2 separate regions of the Ovis aries genome follow, and region 2 is linked to region 1. The links are chromatin contacts, called in public Hi-C maps. All regions are on one chromosome and are shown on one strand. The core of a region is the stretch at or near the end of the contact, and the rest is flanking DNA. Distances in the headings are between cores, read along the strand shown. Region 1 has its middle 5.0 kb from the start of INHBA. Region 2 overlaps SUGCT (succinyl-CoA:glutarate-CoA transferase).

Region 1 (6,738 bases), core at 1,411-3,910:
TTGAGTTTTTCACCAGGACTAAATGATTACTTCTTGGGAAGAAATCCAGGCTTTTCTGAATCATTTGGAAGTGGATGGAAGTCTTTGGTTCTAAAATAACCATCTATTGCAGAAACTAGATTCAGGTGTTGGCGTTGATGAGATGGCATCTGAGTGTCTAAGACGTTCCCCTCTTGCCTCGTTCATCTCAGAACATTCTCTGACTGACCCTCTCCTCTCTGGATAACCCAGGTCACTTAAGAACTAAGTGATAAGCCTGGAGAGCTGGCCTTATTGTATAGAGATCAGCATTTCACATCTCAGCTAGATGAATCCAGCCAAATTCCCTTTTGTGGGTTTCACCAGCATTTGTTGATGATGCTGATTATTTTCTGTGATATGGTCTCCTTCACAATATTTCCCCCAGTCCTCACAGGAGAGTAGCACCTGAAGGGGCATGGCCTTCCTTTACAAAGGAAATTTGGAGAATATAAAGTTGCTTGGAACATGCATTAGATTTCGCAAAGCACTGTTTTCTCTCTGTGGATATTGATTGTGTGTCATTCCCCCAAGGTATTAAACAAATAAAATCAGCCACATCATATTTGCTTGCTCTGGGAGCAAAGCATGGTAATCCCACTTTTGCGAATTTCACTTCAGGGAATTTGCTAGTGAGTGGATTTCTCAGATACCGACTTGCTCAAATGAATAACTCACTCCCCATTCACTTTTTGTCTTCCATTATCCGTTGCCTCCTGACAGCTTGGGTGGGGGCTAATTCATCTCGCTTTGCTGCCAGTCACCAAGATTTTGCTTTTGGTTCGAACACAAAGCCAGAAGCAAATACTTGGAGGCCTCCCTGGAAAGTTGGTGGGGATGCTTGAGAAGCACCCTTGCTCTGCTGTGCAGGCTTCTGGTAATCAGGAAGCCCAAGCCATACAAGGAGGCAGAATCACTTGAATGATTCCTCTCTTGCATAGATGCCGGGGCCCCTTGGAGCATGGATGGGAAGGAAATTAGGTGAAACTTTGGAATGATAACTCAACGTCAGGGCTTCTCCACTGCAGAGGAGTTACCATTTGGTGTCGGATGATTTCTCTGCTGAGACGGCTGTCAGGGGCACCATTAGAATGTTTAGTGGCAGCCCTGGCTTCTACCCACTAGAGGCCAGTAGCACCTTCCTTCCCAGTTACACCAAGCAAAAATGTCTTCAGACATGGCCATATGTCTCCTGGGGAGCAAAATCATCACAGTTGAGAGCCACTGCTGTAAGTGGAGTGATAACAGTTTATTTACTGAGGTTTTTCTTTCTGGTTTTTTCCTTAATCATTTTAATTCTAGGGTCTGGGTTCCCTTGGTTCAGGTAAGGCACTTCCAATTACTCTTAAAACAGAGTAGTTGCACATAGGACAAGGCCTTGTGGGATATTCTGGTGGTTTAAAAACAAAAAACAAAAAACAAAAAAACAAAACAGGATGCTTAGGAATAAGAGTTTTAGATTAACTATTTCTGATCCTGTTGTGTTCTAGTGAATTTTGGAGGACTTTTTATTAAAAATTTACTTTATTGAAGTATAGTTGATGGACAATGTGTTAATTTCTACTATACAGCACAATGAAACATTTATACATATATATGCCTCCTTTTTCATATTCTTTTCCATTATGGTTTATCACAGGATATTGAATATAGTTCCCTATACTATACAGTAGGAACTTGTTGTTTATTCATTCTATAGAACAAGAGTTTGCATCTATTTATCCTAAACTAATCCATCCCTTGGAGAAATTTTCATGTTTCCCTCTTCCTCTCTATTAAGTTGTATTTATTCATTGATTTGACCAGCAAACAGCTTCCTAGTTCAGTTTAGAATGTGAAATGCTCATTCTTCCTTGTCCCAAATCTCTCTTCCTAACCCAGCGCCCAAGAGATGGGCAAGCTCCGGCTGTCCAGGAAACAGGCAGGGATTGCCAGTTCCCTATTCAACCCAAACCATTCGATGAGACTCCGGAAATCTCCCGGCAGCAAATACCACTCTGGATCCCGCCCACGTTTTCTGGATCCGGAGAGGCACTGCCTCTCGAGGGAGTCACCACTCCCCACGGAGGCAAGGTTTTCCTGCCTGGAGCCCAGAATAACACGTCAGCTGCTGAGAACACCTCGAATCTTATTGATTTCTCCCTCTAGTCACGTTTTCTGTTCGGTCTCCCAGACGGGGGGATGAACCAGAAATCATGCTTTTGGGGGAACAGATTTTTCATAGGAAGGAACTAAAACACCCTGAATCGTCAGCAGCCTAGTCAGTGCTGTGAACCCCCCAGCCTCGTGCCATTTCGACTGAATCAGATGACAAGGTCCCAGTCACCTGCTTGGGGCGTTCACGCCTCCTAGCGGGATTTTTTTTTTTTTTTTTTTAAACAGAATAACAGGAGAGCCAAAGCGTGAGCAGCAGCTAAAACAACAGAGCCATGAAAAAAAACCAGTCCCCTTTTCTAGGCCTGTCTCCTTGTTCCAGGAGTAGTGAGCAAAGAGACCAATTAATAGCATGGATGGAAGCCGAAGGACAGACGGTTTGCTTGAGAAGGAAAATGAACATTCTCGCTCCTTGATCTATGCCAACTTTGCACGGGGACAGCTGCTGCCACGGGTAAACTCCACTATAGGTTAGCCGTGCCGCAAGGTGTGTGTCACCGCGGTCCCAGGATGGCACAGGGACTCTGGTCTCTCCCTCGCTCGCACCGTTGAGCTCTTATCCTTAAACGAACTTGGTTTTTTGACCAGCTCACTAATTGTGATTGAAAACACCAGCTTTCCCAGCAAGGCACAAGCCCTGGAGTTTAGCAGCAGCAAGACAGGCCCTAATTGCTCCATTTACATAAAAGTAGAAACATACAACTTCTAAATATAGATCTCTGGCACATCGCGCCTTTTGCAATTACAGTAAAATAAGGTACCACAGTTTCCCTCCCGGCTCCTCGAAGCAAGCTGCTCCACCGGGTTCTCCAGGGGCCGCTCCTCCAGGCGAGAACAGAGCCCTGCAAAAGGCTCCAGCGAAGAGACGAGGAGCTTTGTGAAGGAGTCAGTAAATCAGGCCTCCTGCACTAGGTGAAAAGCGCGGTGGCAGCCGGCCATCGTGCCAGCGCAGTGGCGGGGAGGACCGGGCTCTGCGATCCGAAAGGGGACAGAGCTGGCGGGGCGGGAGCGCTCCCCGCGCGCCTCTGTCCGCCTGGGAGCCAGCCCGCAAGTCCCCTTCCTGGTCCCTGACATTGGCCGTGGCTTTCAGTCTTGGCAGTGATAACTGGGTTCAGAGATTCCCAGCTGCACTTACTGATCAGTGATTTCCCTCCCCCCTCCCTCTCTGAATTCTCTAGCTGCCAAAAGGGGGGAAAAATCAAGAGCTGCTCTTAAAAGAAGTTGCCCTTGCTGGTGCTCCGGGTAAAAATAGAGGCGGCCGCTGCGCAAGGCTTGGCCCAGACTCCAGCCCCGCGAGCCGAGCTCGAGCAGCGGCCGCGATCCGGCGTGATCCCCGGGAGCTGCCAGCAGGTGTTGCTCAAGGTACAGTAGCAGGCCGAGCAGCGGGACCGCAGGGCCGGGGTGGGGGAACTGGGGCGCGGGGGGAGGGGGCAGGAAGTGAAAGAGAAACCAAGTCGAGGAAGGAACTGGAGATGCTGCTCAGGAGCTGGGCGGACCAGCTCCTCCACTCCCCGGAGCCCTGGAGTCCGGCAGGGAAAAGATCATTCCCCCATCCGCAAGAGTCGACAGAAGTTATTTTAACCTGCCTGCTTCCTCTACCACCTCCACCTCATTTCCACTCAGTGAGGAGGCATTTCCCGCGTGGCTCAGCTCTGAGGTTGGGGATTCAGGTGGAGAATGATATCACAGCTGGTGGGCTGACCTAGGCAGGTGGGCACTTTGGTGGCATCCGTGGCCAACGCGATCTGAATCACCCGAGAGAGAGGGTGGCTTCTCTGGTAGGGGTGCTGCATATTCCTGTGACACATATGTTCAGAGAGAGGCACCAGGAAATTTTTATCACTCAGTATTTTCTGAGCACGTGCTTGATCCTGCAGTAGAGTAGGTGGATCCCACTTTACAGATGAGTACACTGAGGGCTGAGGTTATCTGGTTAGTAAGCTGTGGAACTGGGGTCTCATCCAGGTTGATTCGTGCCCCGAAACTCATAAACATGGTGCTATTTCCAGGACACCAGGGTTCCTGTGGGGCAGAGGGGTGAATTTAGATGCCCCCCCACCCCAACCCCTAGGTCTCATCCAAAAAGGATGGGGAAGTTCCTTTCTTATAGAGAGGTTGGATCCATCCAGTTCAAACCTGATGGGCAGCTTTGGAGTTAACTAACACTGATCCTGTTTCTATCTTTCCTTCTCAGATTCCTTCAGTTTCTCTACAACCTAACATTTTATTTCCTACTTCATTTCTGAATATGCAATTCTCAGACTACACTGCCCCACCCCAATACACAGTTCAGCACCTACACGTGCTCTGTGTTTAGCCAAGACAGACCCCTGGAGACAAACTTCTGGTGTCCTAAAGGAACCTGCTTAAACTGCACATCAGGAGACCAGAGTCTCTATATTTTGCTTGTGGGCACAGTGAAAAGTTTATTTTATGCATGTTAAATCCTGCATACAAAACAACATATCTGGTCATATGGCTTTCATTAGCTCCCAATTTTGCACATTTTATTCAACTTGTCATGAATACCCGACTTAGGCTTCAGCTATGCTTCTTCTAACAACCCTTCACCAGCATTCTTGTCTGAGAATTCCTTCCTCCTGTGTTATCCCTGACTAGCTAACACTGTCTCCTCCCTCCCCCATAACACCCTGACCAACTTCACTCCAGTTTCAAGAAATGTTCACTTTTTTTCTTTAATCTCATGTTGTATTTGTAACAATTTAGAAATCATAGGACTTGAAGTTCTGATAAAGAAGAATCATGTAGGAGATTCTTTTTCTTCTAGTTAGATTGGGATTCTAAAGGCTTGGGAAGCATACTTATAAAGTTCACTAGCAGAGAGTGACTATTTCCAAAGTTCTCAATGATAAATGATTTATAAAGCAGGTATTCAATTTCAAGATGTAAAATAATAGTGTAAGTCAGGAGAGGGAAGAACATCATCCCATAGGGATACATATTTCCCTTGGCTTTTTCTCAATAAAACATCTTATTTTTAAAAATTAAGTTTTTCAAGATGTTAAATAATGCTGTAAATCAGGGGAGAGGTGATCATCCCATATAGGTATACGTATTTTCTTATTTTTTTCCTCCCTGGAATATCTTATTTAAAAAAGTAAAATCAGAATCTCTAGGAAGAGCACTGTGAACTTTCTTCCCTGTAAGAAACAATAAAATACTTTGTAAATAGAGGCAACCTCATGAAGTAACAGATGCTTATGTGAAGATATAAAACTGAGCCAGAATATAAGAAGTGTGTGCTCAATCGGTCAAAGAAAAGTTGAAAGTTGGACCCTCAGTGAGACAGAGTTGTTGGATTCCAGGATTGTTCTAAAGGGGAGTCCAGTCAGTCAGACATTTCACTGGCTTACTGATTGCCCAGTAGTGTTACTGAAGCCAAGAAAGGCTTTCCATTAGATAATGAGTTATGAAATATGTCTCACACTGGAAAAACCAGTCATCTGCTGATGTCATGCTGATTTTAACCAATCCCAAACAAAGCCCCAGCCCTCCTCTGCTTGACTGGTACCAATGTGTGACTGTACAAATAAGTAGTACAGTATAAAACTCCTCAGTGCCAATACCATGAAGAGGAACCCGGACAGCTCTTACTACATGAGACAAGAGTCTGCTGGTGAAAGAGAGGACCGGAAAGGTAATGCTTTTTAACTTAACTTCTGAGCTCTTTCCACATTCCTAGGCAGGATGGTGAGCAGGACTTTTACAACTTCTTGGCACTTCCATGCAGATTGTGATCTGTACCTTTTTATGTGTTCAAGCAAGTGAATAGTGTTTTTAACAGTAGAGCATGCAGATAGATTATGTGTTTCTACAACCCAATTCAGCATCTCTAGGCAAGGACTTGTGTCAAAGAGAAAACTAATTTTTAAGTTATATTCACAAATAGTAAATTCAGGGAGTACACACAAACTCACGTACAGAGAGGGTCCTGATGATGAGTTACATGTATCTAAATGCAGGTATTGGGACTCTCAAGTTGTTTGGAGTCATTAAACTTTGAGTTCTATTTCAACCTCTCTTGTAAAACTTAATTGGACTGCAAAATGCTTTGGGTACTGCATATGGGATGCTAAATAGGTAGATTATGTTATAAATCTTCAGTTTCAAAGATATTTTATTAAGCAGTTATTAACACCAATGCCACCCTTTCCCCATTCTCTTCCACCATCCCCCACTAGAAAAAAATTAGACTCTTCAAGGAATGTTGACAAAATCTGAACAGTAATAGCAGGGTAACTGATGTTCCTGGAGGTAAAAATCCTAAAAGTGGCTGGTCACAGAGAAAGTCTCACAGGCAGATGCTTTAGAAAATGGGGATGAGGTACCAATTCAGAAAAGCTTTGTTACCTGTGCAAACTGTAATTTTAACACACTGGTCTCACCCTCCTCCCCTCGCCCTCAATTCTTATGCTTCTAATAATGTTATTTATTAACTTTTCCCAACCAAAGTGCATTGCTTGACTATAATGCTCTGAACACACTAGGTGTCAGATATAAGCTGACTGTATCTACAGAAACTGAGAGGGCTTGCTTATGTGTGGG
Region 2 (6,756 bases), core at 184-2,683, 1.6 Mb after region 1:
AAATTGTATCATCCTATTTGAATTGCTACCTGGAAAAATGAGGTTTTGAGAGATTAAATACCTTACCCAAGGTCACAGAAGTACTTTCTCTGATTCTATAGGTATTGAAGTCTTGACACTCATTACTATGTAACCACTTTTACAAAATATTTCCATGAGTATTAACAGCTCATACATTTTCAAAGACCAAAAATTCGATTAATACGGTTTGTTACCTCAATTTCAAATAATCTATGAAATTTAGATCCCTTAATGTCTACCACTGAGAGGCAGCAAAATTGGTTGATTAATTGTATAGCAACTAAAACATCTGAAATACTAATAAGTATATGTTACCAGTCAGAAAAGGCAAATAAATTTGTAAATTAAGCAGCATTACTATAATGCAGGAAAAAAAGCATACTAAGCAAAAAAGTTTTTACTGATGATAGTGATAGCTGTCTTTACTATAGAATTACCACTTTTATGATAGTCAATTTGATGGTACTAATATATATAAATATATTTTGATGATTGCTTCTTATACATAGATTTCATCTTTCCCCAACTAGTTAATATAACACTAATATAATATAACACTAATATAATATAACAATAGAAACTTGATAAACACTCACTTGACTGATACATATTTTTGTATTTTATACCATTTCATGCATGCCTCTGATATTCTTCACATAAACCATCAAAACAAATGTTTTTTATAGGACAGACAAGAGTTAGGGGTAACTGAATGTCAAGATACTATCTTGCCTACAATATAGAGTATGTTTTTAATGGAAAAGAAGTAAAAAGTCTTCAAATTTTTATCATCCAAATAAAGTCTACAATTGCAAAAGCTTTAATGATCATGCAAATACATCCTGTTAAAAATGACTTTAACTACACTCACAATCATGTAAGTTACACACACACACACACACACACACACACACACACACACACACACACAATTACCCCAAATCTCAGAAGACTTATTCAAATAGGGAGGGGAAAAAAACTATTAAGAATCACTGATACAATGAAAATAAATTGAAGAATCTGCCCTCAGATTAAGAATTTGAATATATTTTCATGGAATCTATTCAAAAGAAACTAGCAGGAGTTGCATCTATATCCCAAGACTCAATATTTTGTACAAGAGGAAGGCAGCTCACATTCTGACAGATGCCCCATAAAATTACTAAAGAATAAAGAGAATTACCATTTTTATATACTTTTCATTTTCAGGAGAAAAATCAAATTTTAAATGACTGAAACATAAAACATGAGTTTATCAAACATGAGGAGAAAAGAAAATAAAAGCGCAGCCAGGCTCTCACATAAAACCAATTCCCTATAGCTGGATTCCCACACTCCAAATAGCAGCACTACGTCAGCCTCAGAAGGGACATTTTAGGCAAAGAACACAAAAATGTCCAGTACTGACCTCTTTACAGAGACTAAACATCAGCTCAAATCAAACCCAGATAAACGGATAGCTCAAGTGAGTAACAAATTAACAAGAGTCACCTTTAGCCTTGTTCCACTGCCAAGAGAAAAGTACTCAGTTAAGCACAGTCTACATCTTTATTTAATAGAGATCAATGAAACAAAAAAAATAAAATAAAAGGAATCCAAGTAAAAAAGATATCAAACAAAACCCAGTTATCTTTGAACTCCCTAAAGTTGGGAACAATTAAAGTCTTCCCAAAAATGCAGACTTGTGAGGAAGCAATGCTTCCTGAGTGAGCAAATACACATAGTTAACACCAAGGCCGAAAGCAGAGAAATAAATAACATGAAGTCAGGAAAAAACAGTATAACATGTAACAACGCTGGTTAAAATAATCACTTGCAGAATAAACTAATGGGTTTTAAAAGTTTGCAATTATGACCACAATCCAGTGCTCAGATCTTGGTTCTTAAATATCATTCTCCACTCAATGGAACCAGGGCTCCTTGGAAAAATAGTTAAAATCAGGCCTGTGGTCAGGGGTAGTGCAGGAGCAGTGGTGGGGGGATGGGGTTGGGAGGGTGTTGGTGGCAGGGGGATAATGTAAATAAATGTTGATTATCTTGTGCTAAAAATTAAGAAAGTGCTCAAAGTGTAACGAGGACATATCAAAAAATATACAGGGGATATTTTGAGACTGTTCCCACTAGCCAAATATGGATAATTTGAACATCAAAAATAAATCATGATAATAAAGGACTGTAACTGATTGAATAAAATATGAATATATGAGTCCACATTGATACAAATCAATAAAGGAAATGGAAAGCTACCCTCACAGTAAAAAGTCATAAATGTAAATAATAAATGTAAGTTCAGTCCAGTTCAGTTCAGTCGCCCAGTCGTGTCCGACTCTTTGTGACCCCATGAAATTCATAAGTATAAAGAAATGATGGAATTATAAAATCACTATTTAACAACATCCTAACAATAGTAAGCTCAGGCAAGAATCATCAATGTGTGATAAAAATAGTGGATGACAGGCTGGGCAAATGAGAATATTTACACAGTCTCAAAGTATAGCTCCCCCTCCCCCCACCACCCCTCACCAACAACATATTCTTTTTTTGTGACATGACAATCAGATACAATGCAGAGTAATTTGGGTTTTCTTTTGCTATAAAGGACATTATTGAAACAACTGACAAATTATCAATAAGGTCTGTGAATTATAGTAATATTGCTTCAATGTTAATTTCCTAATTTTGGTTAATTATACTCTGGTTACATAATACTATTAGATGTTTGTAAAATACAAACCGAAAAATGCGGGAGTAAAGAGACATCACATGCCTGTCTTATTTTTATATGCTTCATAAAAACTGTAAGTAGATTAGACAGATGATACAGATTATAGAAAGATGATAGGAAGGTAGGTAGATGGATACATAGAAACACAGATAGATATACAGAGGCAGAAAGAAAGATGAAGCGAAACTATCTATATATCCACAACCATAGAATAATAGACTATAGTAATAATTTCTAACAGGAACCTGAAAACCATTCAACTTGCCCCCATATTTGAGAAAGGAAGAGGAAGAGGAGGAGGAGGAAGCAACAGCAGCAAAGAAGGAAGAGCCAACACTTCCTCAATATTTCATAAATGCCAATCGATTCACGTACATTATCTCATTTAATCCTTACAATAAACACTAGAATTTGCAGATGAGGCAGCTGCACCTGGGAGGTTCAGTAACTTATCCAAAGTCATCTAAGTTGCAAATGGAAGAGCCAGTATTTCAACCAGTCTATAGGGAGCAAGGCTCCTTCCTCCTCTCTTTGCCCTGTCTGAATCTCAGCAATTTCACCTTTATCTTTGTTGGGCCACTCGGTAAGATGTTTGAAGAAAAGGCTTGATAATCTTTGAATACTAGATTACACTATTATCCTTCACCATGATCCTGGCCACACTGACAGCATCACTTAAGACACTAGACTAAGGTTATAAAGAGGTCAGGAAAGCTAATTAAAGTTGCTCACCAACTAGTGCCTTAACACTCAACTTGAGGAATGAAAAGAACACTCACCACTGTGCTCAAATCCAAAGTAGGAACCTGGAGAGGCATTTCATTTTTAATAATTTTTGTAATTAAAATTAAATAAGTATAACACAGTATTCTACTAATATTGATTTGGTAAATATCTACTATGTGGCAACAGTACTCTCAAGAAAATCAGTAGCACTTGGGGACAAATCATCAGTGTCCAACAGGAACAGAATCCAAATCTCTGTAGCTCCTCCATTTGCTCAGCACAGTTTCTAATGCCTCCATGGTTGGCCAGAACTAGAGGGGCGTGAGGAGAAGAGGAGGTCTGCTCAGCAAGGAAGGTCTCGCTTTATTGGTCCCATCATGGTGGGCTTGGCAGAGGTTGAAAGTCTTCGTGTCACATGGCGGACTTTACTGGGTTCTTCAAAGACCTCCCCTATCCCATCAGTGGGGATCACTTTACATTTGAATCTATCTTTTTTCCAGGTGATCACTGGTGAGTCCTTCCTCTGCCCCAGGTGTCGTCAGCACCACCAGCTTCCTTCTGCTTCTTGGACAGGATCTTAAACAACCAAACACTGTTTTCCTCTTTCTTACCCTGATCCACAGGACAGCAGTGACTTTCCAAACCACAGTGCTCCAGACATCCACTGGCTCTCTAAATATCTCAGGCATGAATCACATATCAATCCACTTATCTACCAAGTTCTTGGGAACAAATTCTCTGACTTGAGATTATAAATTTTATAGAACTATTTCTTTTGAAACTATAAATGTCTGATAAAAATTGTTAATTTTAAAATGACTATGGAAGGACTTCCCCAGTGGTCCAGTGGTTAAGACTCTCCCTTCTGATGCAAAGGGGTGCAGGTTTGATCCCTGGTCAGGGAGCTAAGATTTCACATGCCTTACAACCAAAAAACAAAACATAAAAACAGAAGCGATATTATAACAAATTCAAAGTAAGTCAAAAAGAGAAAAATAAATATCATAAATTAACACATATATATGGAATCTAGAAAAATGGTACTGATGACCCTATTTGCAGGCCAGGAATAGAGATGCAAATATACAAATAGACTTTGGACACAGCAGGGGAAGGTGAGGGTGGGAAGAATTGAGAGTAGCAATGAAACATACATATTATCATATGTAAAATGGATAGATAATTGGAAGTTGCTGTCTAGCACAAGGGGCTCAAAGCAAAACTCTGACAACCTAGAGTTGGGGATGGAATGGGGAGTGGGGGTTGGAGCAGGACGTTCGAGAGGAAGGGGATATATATATATATATATTTATGGCTGATTCTTGATGTTGTCAAAGTGCTAGCATCCAGAGATCAAATGGCCAACATCTGTTAGATCATAGAAAAAGCAAAAGAATTCCAGAAAAACATCTACTTTATTGACTACGCCAAAGCTACTGACTGTGTGGAACACAGCAAACTGTGGAAAATTCTGAAAGATATGGAAATACCAGGCCAGCTTACCTGCCTCCTGAGAAATCTGTATGCAGGTCAAGAAGCAACAATTAGAACCAGACATGGAACAACAGACTGATTCAAAATTGGGAAAGGAGTACGTCAAAGCTGTATATTGTCCCGTGTTTATTTAACTTATATGCAGAGTACATCACGCGAAATGCAGGGCTGGATGAAGCACAAGCTGGAATCAAGATTGCTGGGAGAAATATCAATAACCTCAGATATGCAGATGACACTACCCTTATGGCAGAAAGCAAAGAGGAACTAAAGAGCCTCTTGATGAAAGTGAAAGAAGAGAGTGAAAAAGTTGACTTAAAGCTCAACATTCAAAAAATGAAGAACATGGCATCTGGTCCCATCATTTCATGGCAAATAGATGGGGAAACAAAGGAAACAGTAACAGACTTTATTTTCTTGGGCTCTAAAATCACTGCAGATGGTGACTGTAGCCATGAAATTAAAAGACACTCCTTGAAAGAAAAGCTATGACAAACTCAAACAACATATTAAAAAGCAGAGACATTACTTTGTCAACAAAGGTCTGTCTAGTCAAAGCTATTGTTTTTCCAGTAGTCATGTATGGGTGTGAGGGCTGGACCATAAAGAAGGCTGAGCACCGAAGAATTGATGCTTTTGAACTGTGGTGTTGGAGAAGATTCTTGAGAGTCCCTGGGACTGTAAAGAGATCCACCCAGTCAATACTGAAGGAAATCAGTCCTGAATAATCATTGGAAGGACTGATGCTGAAGCTGAAGCTTCAATACTTTGGCCACCTGATGTAAAGATTTGACTCATTAGAAAATACCCTGATTTGGGGAAAGATTGAAGGCAGGAGAAGGGGTGACAGAGGATGAGATGGTTGGATGGCATCACCGACTCAATGGACATGAGTTTAAGCAAGCTCCAGGAGATGGTGAGGGACAGGGAAGCCTGGCATGCTGCAGTCCAGGGGGTTGCAAAGAGTAGGACATGACTGAGCGACTGAACGAAATAACATGACATGCTATTGCAGAAATAGTAACTGTTGCAGCCCTACATTAAATGGGCTTAAAGTGATTTGATTCAGAAGTGATTAAAGACTCAGATTTTATCATCTTCACATGCAACTTAGATTAAGCAGCATGCTCTTCCATCATCACTCAGGGACTATCACTTGGCCCGATGGGCTGATAGCCTGAAAGTACTTGGTAACAGACTTATCACAAACTCACGAACCAACACTAAGTTTCCTCCTGATATAGTCAAGTTCCAAAGCCAGATATATGTTTTTAATTAACACTAACTTCACACCAGATGTAAATAAATATCTGGAACACTCTGGAGATATCATTAGAGCCAGATGAAATAGCAGGGAATATATCAAAAGTGGTTCTTCTAACTTCTGTGTTAACATGAGAGGAGACAGCCATGCCAGTATGCTTTCTCTCAATATTTCATCAAAATACCTATGACGAGATTAAATAAATATCAAAACTGGAGGAAAAAAACGGGAAGGGGGGACCTTTAAAGGGAAGATAACATCATATACCTTGTTTAGTGGACAATTTCCACTAAAAGCATCATTGATACATAGGGTTTAGAAGCACATTCCTGAATAACAAATCATATGTGTCCCTTTTCTAAACCAGAATCATACAGGCCAACTTCAAATGCATAAGAAAAAAAGGGTTTGTTTTTTTCCCATATATTCCATTTTTCAGTCGCTAAGTCATGCCCCACTCATTGTAACCTCATGGACTGAAGCACGCCAGGCTTTCCTGTCCTTCACAATCTCCCAGAGTTTGTTC

The links. Hi-C and Micro-C count contacts between places; a contact is called where the count stands out from the background.
Region 2: a Hi-C map of liver shows a contact between it and region 1, with 5 times the contacts expected there. The contact joins two enhancer-like sites. A contact is called at or near these places in 6 of 16 Hi-C or Micro-C datasets (blood, hypothalamus, liver and 3 more).

The regions. Positions count from the first base shown.
Region 1 is chr4:80,953,846-80,960,583 of ARS-UI_Ramb_v3.0, forward strand. It overlaps a transcript of INHBA not described here. Among named protein-coding and RNA genes, the nearest start is that of INHBA, 5.0 kb to the right of the region's middle. Within about 2 kb of position 2,661, at least 1 of the 54 cell types and tissues checked has an H3K27ac peak or open chromatin away from gene starts, as enhancers often do. A contact at or near this core is called in liver, where this site is marked.
Region 2 is chr4:82,530,093-82,536,848 of ARS-UI_Ramb_v3.0, forward strand. All of the region lies in intron 6 of SUGCT (succinyl-CoA:glutarate-CoA transferase), which reads right to left. Among named protein-coding and RNA genes, the nearest start is that of SUGCT, 47 kb to the right of the region's middle. Within about 2 kb of position 1,434, at least 1 of the 54 cell types and tissues checked has an H3K27ac peak or open chromatin away from gene starts, as enhancers often do. A contact at or near this core is called in liver, where this site is marked.